Linked DNA regions of Mus musculus: region 1 is linked to region 2. A link is a contact called in public Hi-C data. All regions are on one chromosome and are shown on one strand. The core of a region is the stretch at or near the end of the contact, and the rest is flanking DNA. Distances in the headings are between cores, read along the strand shown. Region 1 overlaps Sox6 (SRY (sex determining region Y)-box 6). Region 2 overlaps Sox6 (SRY (sex determining region Y)-box 6).

Evidence for each region. Hi-C and Micro-C count contacts between places; a contact is called where the count stands out from the background.
Region 1: a Hi-C map of the G1E-ER4 cell line shows a contact between it and region 2, with 6 times the contacts expected there. The contact joins two enhancer-like sites. A contact is called at or near these places in 2 of 484 Hi-C or Micro-C datasets (both in the G1E-ER4 cell line) and 1 of 9 other capture datasets (embryonic stem cells).

The regions. Positions count from the first base shown.
Region 1 is chr7:115,939,694-115,946,522 of GRCm38.p6, forward strand. Sox6 (SRY (sex determining region Y)-box 6) reads right to left here. Exons shown (of 16, transcript NM_001025559.3): 2 at 4,201-4,269. Among named protein-coding and RNA genes, the nearest start is that of Sox6os, 89 kb to the right of the region's middle. Within about 2 kb of position 2,313, at least 32 of the 459 cell types and tissues checked have an H3K27ac peak or open chromatin away from gene starts, as enhancers often do. A contact at or near this core is called in the G1E-ER4 cell line, where this site is marked.
Region 2 is chr7:115,545,978-115,553,155 of GRCm38.p6, forward strand. It overlaps Sox6 (SRY (sex determining region Y)-box 6), which reads right to left. Exons shown (of 16, transcript NM_001025559.3): 10 at 4,033-4,182. Among named protein-coding and RNA genes, the nearest start is that of Gm51455, 52 kb to the left of the region's middle. Within about 2 kb of position 4,699, at least 22 of the 459 cell types and tissues checked have an H3K27ac peak or open chromatin away from gene starts, as enhancers often do. A contact at or near this core is called in the G1E-ER4 cell line, where this site is marked.

The DNA of each region.
Region 1 (6,829 bases), core at 1,063-3,562, 390 kb after region 2:
TTCTGGTGCTGCAGAAAGAAACCTTCTATCTCGTCTTGTGTAATACTTACAGATTGCTCCAATAAGTAAGTGAAGGAGCTTCACTAGATGACAAGCACAAAACAATTAGGTTTCAAACCCTGACACCCAGATCTTAAGAAATACAAGCTCTGGCTGGAGCAATGAGTCTGTGGTAAACAGTACTAGCTGCTCTCTCTGAGGACTGAATTCACTCCCAGCACCTATCTGGTAGCTAACAACTGTCTGTAACTCTAGTGTCAGGGGACCTGACACCCTCACACAAACATACATGCAAGGCAAAACATAGTGCACATAAAATTTTTTTAAAAATCATTTAAAAATTTAAAGAAATACAAGGTCATAAAAATAATTTGAAGGTCTTACTTTACAAAGCAAAATCTCTAAAATCTGACCTCCAGAAGGCATGGATATACAAGGCAGAAATGAAGAGACGTGGTCTGGCGTGAAAAGAGCAGAACCCTAGCTCTACCAGGAAAACCAGAATGCCGCTGAGCTGCTCAGGGTCTGCCTGCAGAACTGGCTTTTTCCCTAAAACTGCAGTGTGAGTCTGATAAGTAACTTGGCATGAGCTCCCTTCCACACATAGACCTAACGCCTACCTGACTTCAGTGTAGGCCATTCTAAAGGAAAACCAAAAATTTAGTCAGAAAAAAGAAACACTAGGAATCACATTTTTTTCCTGAAAAATCCCACTGATACTACTCCAAGACACCAGTCTGGGATGTGAAACCAGAGCAGGCTGGCCTTTGAGGGATAAATTAGAAATAGGCAGCAGAGAGCATATAAAGAGCAAGAGTGCAGAGGCACCAGTACATAAAACTTAAAAGCTTGCGGTGTAATGGATATGCAGTCAGATTAGCAGCTCCTTTCAATTAAAGGAGATTTCTGGCCTTGGTTCACAAATGTATAGTAGGTCTGTGCATTAATGTAGATACTTCAAATGTCAGTATATCTCTAATTAACATGAGCACACAACTGTAAAACTGAGAAGGCACAATTCTAAATTCCTTACACGCCCAGCACTAATGCTTTCGTGGGGCAGCTCCCGTTGTCATGGAAAATGGCATTCAAGCCCTATTTGTGGATTTTCACAGCTCATCTTTTTTATTTACCTGCTCTATGTCAAGATTAGACTGGAATAATATTTTTTAAAGATAATGCATTTAGACATACTTTCCCTTAAATTCACAGATGTTCTCCCTGAGGGAGCCTTGGTCTGGGCTATGCTCAGTTTGCCACAGATTAATTTTCATTAAAAACTAACAGTAATAATAATAACAATACCACAAAGATGCAAATTAATGACTCCATGTACCCCCTCCCCAAAAAAAAACTATGTAATTCAAAAACTTCCAGCAGAAGTATGACATGTGGTAGTCTGGACCACAAGCGTAGGAAAAGGCCAAGGAGGTACCAGCACTCCAGAAAGAGAAGTGAGTGGGAAGAGGGACTGGGCCTCTGCTCCTCTGACATAGCATGAAACTGAGGTCAGAGACAGTGACAAAAACAAGCGAAAGAAAATGAAAATTGTCTCTCAGAGGACGACACCACGATGCTGTGGGGAAGAGTACACTGAGGTCAGGCGTGTGTCCTGCTGTGCTGACACGGAAAGTAGCACAGGCTCATCTCACAAAACTCAGCCAGATTCACGGCTGTAGAATAGGGTCACGCCAATCTAAGCTGTATTCGTGCCTCAGTCCTTTAGTTAATCAATACTCTCTGCCCAACCCACCTCATATTTGTGTGTGTATGTGTACAGGACAATAAAGTTATTAAGATCAGAAGGAGGCAGCATTTTCTATGTGGGAATCTATTTCAAATTGCTGAGTAGTCTGGGAAGATTAGAAAAGCAAATTATCTATTGAACCATCTTTGGGTTTCGTTATTTGTTGATTTATTTAATCAATCATTTATTATCACAATAAAATTTAGTAGAAAGGATTACATAATTATTTTTCATTAACGATAAAAAGTTAAATATGACATAGAGCATACAGATCAAGATCTTTCTACCCAGTGCCTACTTTGGAAAAATATGTCATTTTACTCTTTAACAAGAGAGAAAAAAAAAAGGAAGAGGGATTGCGAGGATAAGACACGGTGTCAGAAGTCACAGCCATCTGAGCAGACTGGCAGATGCGAGCAGAGAGATTCCCATCAGTCCTCACACACCCTCAGTGCGGCCTATTCATTATGGATGTGCAAGATAATAGCCCACCTTCCTTATCTCACAGACTGGAGCTGTGAGCTGCAGCTTCCTGCCTTAGACAGGCAGTGACCAGGCAGTTTCAGAGTGAGGCTCATAAAACCTGTCACTGACCCTCCCACCCCGGTTTGCTGGCTTGACTGGGCGACCAGCTCCACAGCAACTGGAAGAAACAGAGCAGTCACAGCTTCCTGCCACATCTCTTCCCACAGCCCTACAGCTTAAGACAGCTTTACCAACCCTGGAATCTCTGGCCCATGCCCTAACCTAGCGTTTTCTGAACACTGGAAAATGACTACATGAGTCAATTTGACAAGCATGGCTTCCACTCCCATGACCAGACAGAATCTGACCAGAAAAGGTTTGAGGTGTTTTAAGTTAAACTATAAAAACAATGGCATGAAATCTGTGTGAACTGTGTCCCCTTCCAATGTCCCTACCCCCTGATCTTTGACCCTGAGGACCCGGCTCCTGATCACCTTCTTTCAAGATTAGCATCTCTGTGTCTTGATAAGGAGTGAAGAATTTAGGAAAGAAACCTTGGTTTGATGAGAAATCACATTTGAACTAAACGATGACAATTATATTTGTTGCTTTAAAACCTTTGATTTCTCGAAGAACTTACTGGAGAGACTGGAATGCTAGGAAGGAGCTGAGAAGGGGCTGAGAGAAATGGCAGAGCAAACTGGCATGAAATCCAAACAAGACATGAAGTTTATACAAGCCTGTGTTTTCAGGGTTACCTCAGATCATCAGACAAAAGTTGATAACTTCATTAAAGAATAATTTTGTCATTTTCTAAAGATTAATTTTTGTATTTAATGTGCATGAAGGTTTGCCTGTATTTATATGTGAGTTCTACATGTGTCCACATGAGGCCAGAAGAGAGTGTAGAAATTCCTTGGGCTGGAGTTTCAGGTGGTTGTGAATCACTGTGTGGGTGCTGGGAACCAAACCTGGGTTCTCTGCAAGAGCAGTCAATGCTCTTAACCACTGAGCATCTCTTCAGCCCCAGTTTGGTCATTCTTAAAGCACTAAAAATATACAAAATGATCTAAACTACATTTAATATTCGTATCTATTTGCTTGGTTAGTCCTGATCAACAGTCCCACTGACAGATAAAGCTGACTTTTAGATACATTTTCAGTGCTTTCTGCTTAAACTCTAATTTTTGACATTTCTTCAAATACTTTCCTAAAAAGTATATTCTTTACAACAACAAAAGATGTTTCTTATATTTTTTACTATTGTCAACTGTAAAGAGACACATCCTTAAACACCAATGCTTTGCAACAGTGTAAAATGGCAGCAAACTCTGGTTGCTTAAAAGTAGATTTATGCAGACTTGTTTTAATAGCTACCATGTACTTATGGCTTCTTCTGTATAACAAATATGCGTGAAAGTATTTTAATTCATCTTTTTTTTCTTGAGAAAATAGGGTTTTTTTTCTCCAAAATAAGGTTGAAAGTATAAAAGATACTTGGGGGAGGGGAAAAAGGGAGAACACCACCATTTCGGTGTCCATTCTATATTCACCAATGAATCTGGCTCCTTAGCATCAATCTCCCTGCACAAACCGCTCTTTGAAATCTACGCTATCTTGTATCTTCTCAGCATAGACACGAAGATGTACAAAGTTATCAGGGTAAACAGGCATCTGTGGATACAGGAGAATTTTTAAGGTGGCCTGTTCCTACAGTGAGGTTATTTCCTGAAATAAGGTTATTGTTTAGGCCTATGGTGGTAGGCCTGCAATGTGCTGCTGTACCAGGAGTCACAGCAAGCAGGCTTTACAACAGCCAACATTGTCTGCATTACCCTAATTCCAAAAGAATCACTTATGTAGAACTAATAATATTTACTAAACAGTTACTAAAAAGCTAACCAGAATTTACATATGGGTTGATTTGTTTGTGAACTGTGACTTTTGCTTTATATAATGAGAAAAGTAGTGACTGGATCAATACTCACAGTTATACACGAGGATCACCCAGCACCCAGAAGTCACTGGTAAATCGCCTTTGAATTCATGAACGTGACCTACAATTTTGGATACAAAATGAAATGAAAAAGTATAAGTAAACTGCATTTACTGCTTTATTGAAGAAACGTACATCCTGGCAATGAGTAGTAACATTTCAAACAAAGTCAGCGTCCTCACCTACTCTAAGAACTTTTGCCAAGACTTTTGTGCCAAAAGCAACAATTATTTCATTGTTCTACATCTAAAAATACAACCTCTCCATCCACAGTGGCTTTTTCTAAAAACTATCAGCAGTAGCAGGAATATTTAAAAGTAGGAGTGAAAACTAAAGGAAGATTTTTTTTTCAAAGGGGAAACAAAATTTGCAAGCTACATTTTGGAAACGCATCCTGCAAGTTAAAAAGAATTCACTTCATCAGAAATATGCTGAACATGTTCAACAGAAATATCACATAGGTGAATTAGTAAAGAAGGAGGCAGTGTTTGCTCTACACAGGGGTGGAGTGTTAGCTGCTGAGGCTGTGCCTTGCATCCTGCATGGCCACAGTTCTACCCAGCATTCTCATGCTTGCACACACTTCAGTTACACTGAAGTAGCAGATGTAGTTCAAACATGCAGAGCCGGCGTTATAAAACTATACTAGCACAATGAGTCACTTATGCCTCTAAATATCTATGGTTTCCTCCCTCCGGAGCCCCCATGCATTAGAAAGTAGTTAGGTCGTTTGCTTTTATTGTTTGGCCTAAATAAAGCACATTTTGGTTCCATGAAAACAAAGGAACTTTGTTACAGAGGCTGTATTCTTTCCAGAATGTGAAGATGCTGATGAGTGGTGTTCAAATGAAAGTAATGACGGAACTTAAGTTACTAATTTAGCTCAGGAACTTTCCTGGACTCTAGGGATGAGTTTGACTCATTCTGCGTCTTTAAAAATATAGACGGCAAACACACAGTGAGAACTAACTAGGTTAAGTAAAATTCATTCAAGAAAACAAAAAAAACTTTGGTCAATATATTGTTGTAGAAACCACTATACTATGTTTCACAATCCCTACAATTGATCAAAATAGATTAGAGATGCGCATCTGAAAGTAAGAGTCAAAACACAGTAAATATCTAATTCTGCCCTTCCATGGCACCTAAAATACACTTTGACCTAGGGGTCATGACAATCTATTCTAATCTCTAGTCAGGACCTAGGGACAGTGAGGGTCTGGTATTTGAGCGGGAGAGGATCTGGTTAGAGTAATGTTTTCTCAACCCGTGGATCATAACTCCTCTGGGGTCAAACAATGCTTTCACAGGGTTACATATCAGACATTTACATTCTATTTCTAGAATGACAATTATTATGAGGTAGCAACAAAAATGCTTTTATGATTGAGGGTCACCACAGTTTGGGGAGCTGTATTAAAGGGTCTCAGCACTAGAAGGCTGAGAACCACTGGATTAAAGCCTCCTCCATGCTTCCTCTCCAATGCTCTGCAGCTCTGTGATCTGACTTCCAGGGAGGAAAGAATACAAGAGCCTAGCTAGCCAGGAAGACAGTATTATCACTCATTTTTGGTATTTTATCCTTCTCTGCTTTAGACATGAGACATTTTAAGATCTAAGAGGGCAGTATTACCAGGAATACAACAGCTTTATCTAGACACTCAACATGAATTACCTCAAAGCAACAGAGTATTGGGTTCGGGGGGGGGGGGGGCGTGCAGAGATTATTTTCTTATCTGATCCTTTTACTTCTTTATGAAGATATACATAGATCCAACCCCAGTGGTACAGGCCTGGATCCCAGCTACTGGAGCAGCTGAGACAGGAGGCCTGCAACCTCAAAGCCAGCCTGGCCTACAGAGTGAGTTCAGATGAGACCTGACCTCAGCATCAACACTAAAGAGGGGCCTGAAGGTGTAGTTCCGTGGAAAAGCATTGGCTCAATAAGTCCGAGGCCCTGGGTTCAATCAGTTTTCATGGGGAAAAGAATTAAGTTTCTCAAGAAAGAAATCTACAGCAAAATGCTAGAAATTCAAAAGGGTTTTCAGAACCTATGCAATTTCTCTTTTAAAAATATCATATCATGTTTCTTTGTTGACTAATCTTTTACAAGCATGAATTGTAGTTGTGAGAGATACATGACACATCCTCTTCCTTCACTGTAACGTGAACAATGGGGGACATAAGAAAAGCAACTAGAGAATGTCATGCTGAACAAGAATTGAACTTTTTCAATCACTGAGCTGTTCAGGAATTAATTGGAGCCCACATATTGTGAAAATTTCTGTGAAATTGTACTTTGTAAAGCTTGCATGCATATAGATAGAGATAAAGGAAGAGAGATTTTTTTCATATATGTACATACAGGTATTTGGTTTTTCTAAAAACTCTAACTCTAACAAATCATTCCAGACATTTTGGTCAAAAAAAAAAAATATTCTAACACTACAGGAAATTCTCTACGTCCCATCTGTTAAATCAATGCTGTGCTGCTACATGTAGGTACAGATATCTCTCAGTCAGACGTCAGTCAACTTAAACTATTGGTAAATTCCAGAGCAAACAATTGGAAGAGGGTATATATTCCTCACATCACATAGTTCATTGCATAAACAACAACA
Region 2 (7,178 bases), core at 3,449-5,948:
GAGAGAAAAAATTGAACCCAACTTACTGGACTTCAAATCTCGCCCCTGCCCTTTCTACCAAATAACCAGCAAAAATGATCATTTGTCTCTGTCCCTTTGAGTTGTTTTGTTGTTGTTGTGCTTGGTATTAATAGGAAGCAAGGGCTCAGTCCCATCTGTGTTGCAAGGCGCTTTAATCTATATTTAGTATAGGGCATGTTCTGGGGAAACATGATTACATCCACTATGAATGTCAAAATTATCTGATGTACTAAATTAACTTGCTTCTTTTTGCCCTTGACTCAAAGGATATTTAAACTAGTCACTTCCTTCACTCATATTGGAATCATAGCGATTTATATGCTAAGTATTTCACTCGTGTTCTCCATGTTTCTTTTATTTGGAGTTTGCTGAACTTCTAAAATGCCTGAATTTAGAGTGTTTGTCCAGTTAGAGACATGTTCCACCACTATTTCTTCATATGTAAGTCAACTTCTTTCTTTCAGTCATGCAAGTTAGGCCAAGTGACATTGCCCCAGGACAGAGTCTTTCTTCTGTTCTACTTTGCATTGTTTTGCTCTGTCTTCCATGTTTTTTTTTTTCTCCTGTGGGTCTGAACTGCTCCTAACCCTATTAAGTGACTGCTCACCTGCACTACTGCGCTTACCACTTATAGGCAACTCATTTTACTTCTGTGCTTTGTCTTATTATATTTATGTTTTCTTCAATTTTCTTGAAAATATGAACTTTACAACATGTTTTCAGTTTTACATATGCTCTAATTTACTATTTATAATTCATAATTTATGTCAAGAAGTTCTCCATTGTAAATGATGACAGAGGGACAGGAACAGGCTTACTCCTCCAGGTTAAGCACTCACTGTAGCTGGGCAATGGTAGTGCATGCCTTTGATCCCAGCACTTGGGAGGCAGAGGTAGGTGGATTTCCGAGTTCGAGGCCAGCCTGGTCTACAGAGTGAGTTCCAGGACAGCCAGGCTACACAGAGAAACCCTGTCTCGAAAAAACCAAACCAAAACAAAACAAAAACAACAACAACAACAAAATAAAACAACTCACTGTCAGGACACAGGACATGATGCCCATTAGACAGTACTCTAGAGGGATCTATGCTAGGAGCCTGGGAAAGTGATTCCTGAAAAAAGTGAATTCTAGACTGGTCCTACTTTAATATCTAGAAGGAGTTTCTGGGAAGTGGTACAGGGAACGACGTATTCTCCCTGAGTAGAGAGTTCAGAATTTATGATTGCTAATGTAGACATAACTTTTGGGGGGCACTAAAGAGGACAGATCTACAGATTGGCTTGCATGCTGATATAGTTGAGCTCTAGTAGCAGATGCATGTGAGAAGGCATCCCGAGGCTGGGGAGAATGAAGAGAGTAAACAAAATGACTGTGTGTTCATAAAAGACTGAGAAGGCTTACTCTCACATTACCACAGTGCAAAGGTCCCTTGATGGACATACAGGGCAGGAAGGAAAGTTTCTAGGAGGCTATTGCCTCATCCTGGTAGTTTAGCAACCTCAAGATTCCTGGTTGTTTTGAACTTAACAAATATGAAAAGTATATCCAGAGAGGATCCAAAAGTTCTGTGTCTTAGAATAGATTTCAGATACTTAAAGAAATGCAAACACTTTAGTAGTAAACACTGTGAAATTCAAAATATGCAGTATCTATTCAATATATCAATATATCAATATCTATTCAATAACTGAGCTTATACAGAAGCACAATAATATGAATAAAGAAGAGAAAAATACAACTGCTTTCAAACAAACATCAGAATGGCACAGATAGTAGCGTTAGATAAGACAGAAAAACAAAAACAGCAACTTATAGGAGGTCTGAATGCAAGCAGACCATGACATAGTCTAGAAATGCAATCAGAGAAAACATTTATGTTCTTTCTATATAAGAACAGTGGCATTTTTTGTGACATTTTGATAGGGCTAATAATTGTATGCCCCCCCACCCCCACTCAGGTTAAGATAGCACAAGGCATATGTCAGGGGACAGGCTGTAGGGACTAAGCGCCTTGCCAGGCTGAGAAGGCTTTTGCTGTATATAGAGCAGACACATGATACTCACAGCCCAGCTCAACATTTCTCAATCTTTCTCGGTATGGGAGTATGCAAGCAGACACTTCTATTCCAACACTGAAACTACCTTCATTTCCTTCATGACCACCAACTCCTGGATTATAGTGACAGACTTTTAATAGATGAAAACCCCCTGTCTATCGCTGTTACCTTCGACAAATCCTGCCATGTCATATTTCACTATACAATGTGTAATAGTGCTTTATATCATGAGAACCCTGATGTATCTGATGATCAAATCTTCACAGCCAGCAGACTGAGTTTATTCTCAGAAGTTCTTCAGTAATAGAAACATTCAATTTAAATGCTCACTTTATATTTTGGTTTATATAGTTCTACTCACATACATAATATATGATCTAAGATGTAAGAAATGGGTCCTTTGTTGCTAACATAAAATAGTCAAGTCAAACCATACAGAACTCTTATGCCTAAGAATTTGCATGTGGTCAAGTGAGTAATAAAATCTGTTGGCCCACAAAGCTGGAATGGTAAAAGCAGATAGAAACTTGAATTTAGCCAGGGAACATTTACTCATCTAGTAAAGGCTTGGTTTGGTGCAGTTCCAGTTGGCCGACTTAAATTACAAAATGACTTTTTCACATTAAAATATTTAATACCCAAATAGCCAGAGTTGCGGTGTTTTACATATTCGTTCTCTAACAGCTATGAAGAGACTCAGTCCTTGTTTGAGCTGGTATGCTAGGTCTTGTATTCACAAATAAGCTTTTGGAACATAAAACAATGTGTTTCCACAAACTTACAATTCCTGTGTTAATTGTTATAGCTCAAGATTTCTAACAATTAAGTGTAATTTCACCTTATTTCTCTAGAGAATCTAAAAGAATAGATGTCATTAAGTTAATATTTGGGGGTCTCCACCTCCAAACAGGCTACCTTGGGGATGCTCATGGTTTTGGTCTTCAATAATTAAAATCCATTATTTTTACAGAATTTTTGAAATCTCAACATTGCTATCTGGAAATTGACCAGAATAAAACCCCTTCAGTGACTGCAGAACACTCAGTAGTGATGCTGGTTCATCTCAAGTGTTTCCTATGTGAAGAGTCAAAAGCTGCCCAGACTCCCCAGATACAATGCTTCTGATGCATTACAGTCATGTAGCCACACTTAGCACAACTCTCCAAGGTCATGGCCAATTACACACAACAATTATTTCTCCAAACAGTGTGAATTTATTAACTCGATATTGGAAGAAGATACAGTCCCCCAAGACAACTTATATTTTGTATAGGAACAATATGTAGCACACATTTGAAGTGCCTGATCATTTCTCTTGTCATCAAGTATCCCTCTGGTGACCAGTTTGGGGACATTGACAAATCAGTTAAGAAAACCATATATCAACACTCTTCCCATAACTGCGAGAGCACATTTATCCTCTCATAATGACGTCAAAAGTACCATCAGCCAGTGGTGCTCTATTCCTCAGCTCCTGTGGCTGGCCAGTGCTAAGACAGCCCTCTACAGACTATGCCAAGTCTGGCATTAGAATTCCTTCCATCCTCTTTTAACATCAAGGATTCTAGGTCCTACTCTGATACTGTGAGGGGGCTCCCCACCTGTTTGAGGATCAAGGAGAAAAGTGTTGCAAGTCTATGACAAAGACTGACAATACAAGCACAGTCATTTCTGCCAGTGAACATTAAAAAAGGAAAGCCAGACTCTGAAGGGAGAGATTTTTGAGGAGTGAGTTTTTGGAGTTCGGTAAGCATCTCTCAATATAGCACTATTGTTATCAAAAGGGGAACACCTGCTTCTCAGTGCTCAATCATGACATCCCTATAAAGAGGCACATTTGGGAATCTTTTATGTTGCTGCGTTCCTGCTGCTTACTCCCAGCATAGCCCGCTTCACTACCTTTCTTACAAAGCTATTTTCCAAACCGTTTCCACAATCCTGCAAAGCAAGTACCTTAACTTGAGTTACAGGGCTGGTCCCTCTCTTTTCATTTTTTATCCCAGTAGGTGAGACTGCCCCTGCCGAGTTTGGTGGCTGTGGAGTTGATGGCATCTTTGCTCCAGGTGACACCTGCATGCTGGCCAGCTGAGCGGCATAGAGCTGCTGCAAAACAGAGAAGGCAAACATCGGTCTCATTAAATACAGCTGAAACAGGTTCAAAAAACCCTTACCGTATTGTCAGATAACAGCTCTCAGAACCCTTAAGTTTTTCTCTGTTTTTGTTTGTTTGTTTGTTTGCTTGTTTAAGAGGAAAATAAGAAAAGCTAAGTAACTCAGAATGTAAGAGGGCTGGAATGAGAAACACGATGCGTGGCTGTTCCAGCAGTGACAATAGGAGGAGACCGGTCTCTACACCTCAGTCCTTTCAGCTGCACTAAAAGGATTTGGCTAAGCAATCTCTGAGGGTCCTTCTAGGGCTGGAAATTACTATACAAAGTTCTTTAATGTCCAGTGAGTCCACTCGTGGACTAAGAAACTAACCCAAACTTCCCTGAGACACCTTGGTTCTACCATACTTCTCTGGCGATCAGATCCTTCTTGGAGATCAGTCCTGCCTCTAAGCTCCCTGACAGCAGCCACTTCCCTCTCAAGGTCTTATCTCTAGGCACCATATAACGGTCTTTGACAGGGTATGGCCACATTGGTAGCCATAGAAACAAAAGTTAACCTTCTTTTCCTGGCCCTAGGACTGAATGAGGTAACCAAATGGCTTCTTTATGCCTAGAATAGCTCTCCTGGTGTCTCCCAGAATTCTCTTTGGCTTGCAATTCCAGCTTCATCTGCTCTTCTAAGAATTTGCAAAGGTTCTCTTTGGTAGTAGACCTCTGTTCTATCTTACAAGAGCTCCTCTTCCTGAGGCAAGGTAAACAGACTACCTGATACTGTAAATCTTAACGTGATCAACATTAAATACATTGATGAAACTGAATGTAGACCCAAGACTGGAATATAAGCCAGTCTCACTTTTATATAATTTTAGATTTTATCAAAATAATGTTATACATGGTTCCATAAGTTCAATATTACTTTAAGGCTTTTAAATAAAAGAAATCACAACAGCATGAGCACCTTGAAAAAGTTAAAGCCCCTATAAGCCATCCATGATGGCCTTGGCCTCCCGCACTGGCCTCTCCACTTCATGTCTACTCTGTGGAGACCATCTCTTTTCAGCTTGGTTGACTGTTCTTACTGGCACTTTCCACCTTGCTTGCAGATGTTTATGTGCTGTTCTGCCCTTATCCTTTGACCTCACACAGGAGGATGAAAGCTTGGCCTTACTACATCACCAACCATTTGTGCTTTTATGTATCCCTCCATTTGCTTAATGTTAACATTACACATTTTAGGTTAGTCTCACTGTTCCATTCTACCTTGGCACTATTCAAAGCTGAGCTATGCAAAGAGCTATATTGCATTCTTTCTTCTCTTCTCTAGTCTCTTTCTCCTCTCTCTCTCTCTCTCTCTCTCTCTCTCTCTCTCTCTCTCTCTCTCTCTCTCTCGCACACGCTTGCTCACTCTCTCACTTGCTCTCTCACTCTTGCTCTCGCCATACAAGGATTGAATTTGTGTCTTCAAGCTTGCTAGGTAAATACCACTGAGCTACATCCCCAGACTTCATTATTTTATTTTAAAACAGGCTATCACAAAGTTGTCCAGGCTAGACTTGAACGCCTCTGAAAGCAGACACGCCTTGGACTTGTGAGCTCCCTGGCTCAGCCTGCCATGTACATGGATTAGATACAGCAGCAACTTTTCTCTTTAACTTTTTATTTTGTTAGATTTAGTATTTGTATTTTTTATCATTTTATTTTTCATTTGTCTCCTTTTGGTTTCTGTAACTATCACTTTGTAATTCCCAGACTCTCCAAAAGACCAAGAAAACTCAACACAATACAGTTGACTATACAGCTAATCTTGAAATCCCTTAGAGATACCGTACTCAGGATTCTCCACACCCTTGCTCCCGTCTGAACTAGTTTATTCATTAGGCTGCTGTGCTACATAGAATCCCCTTTGTGTCTCCCATATTGGATTCTGTTTTCTGTCTGTCACAGCTTCCTGTCTGTTAGTTAACTGTCTTATTTTAGGTAGTAAATACCTTCAAGGAAATACTTGAGAAAGTGCCTATGAGGCTAGTTTTTAGGAACTAATAATTCAGGAAACTGTTATTATATTCTCTTGATACAGAATTCTAAGTTAAAAATGACTCCTAGAATTCCAAAGACAATGACCTACTGTCCTTTTTCTCTTTTTGCTAAAAAAGTCTGATGTCATTCCGACTTCAGATTCTTTATATGAAATTAGTTGTCTCTTGAGATAGCATTGACTTTTTCCCTTTATACCAAATGTAAGGATTTCACCCCAAGGTCTATCTGCCTGTTGCCTTGGCACTCACTGGTCTGGAGCCCAGCCTGTCTAATGTATAAAATCATGTGTTTCAACTCTAGGCAATGCTCTGGGATTTCCCATCAACTCACACTAATCAACGTTAGACATGCTCATGGACCTTAGTTTTTCCTTCTGTCTCCTACTATGCAACATATTACTTTACTCTATTACAGATTTTTTTTATCAGTTTCTAAGAGGTCTATGAATTTTCCTAAGTTTCAGCTGTCCATTTTTAAGGGTCCTTTTGTTCCCTGGCTGCTTATACAAAGCATTTTGATTACTTTTCTGTTGGGTAATGTTAATGATGGCTTTGAATTTGTTTTCTTTTTCTGTTCTCTGCACTTATTTATCTCTTTTAATCTTTCGAGCTCTTCCTCATTGGAAGCTTTTCTAAAAGTCTCTGGTGATGGTTGACTGATATATAAGTAACATCACCAGAAGTGGGTGGGGATTCTAAGTGTGAGGAAATATGGAATGAGAGACTTCCATAGAAAAGAATGGTGCAGAAAGTAGTTTTTTTTTCCCTTGGAGAATCCAAAAATCACTCATGCTGGACCATACTCTTAGAGGGATACTCCCAAATTCTGTCTCCGTGGGAGGGTTCATTTGAATGCCATTATTATATCTGATGTCCCAAGATTAAAAATATAACTATTAATACAGATTCTCAAGAGTCTCTTAGTCCCTTGCTAGGTTGTGTGCTGCTAATG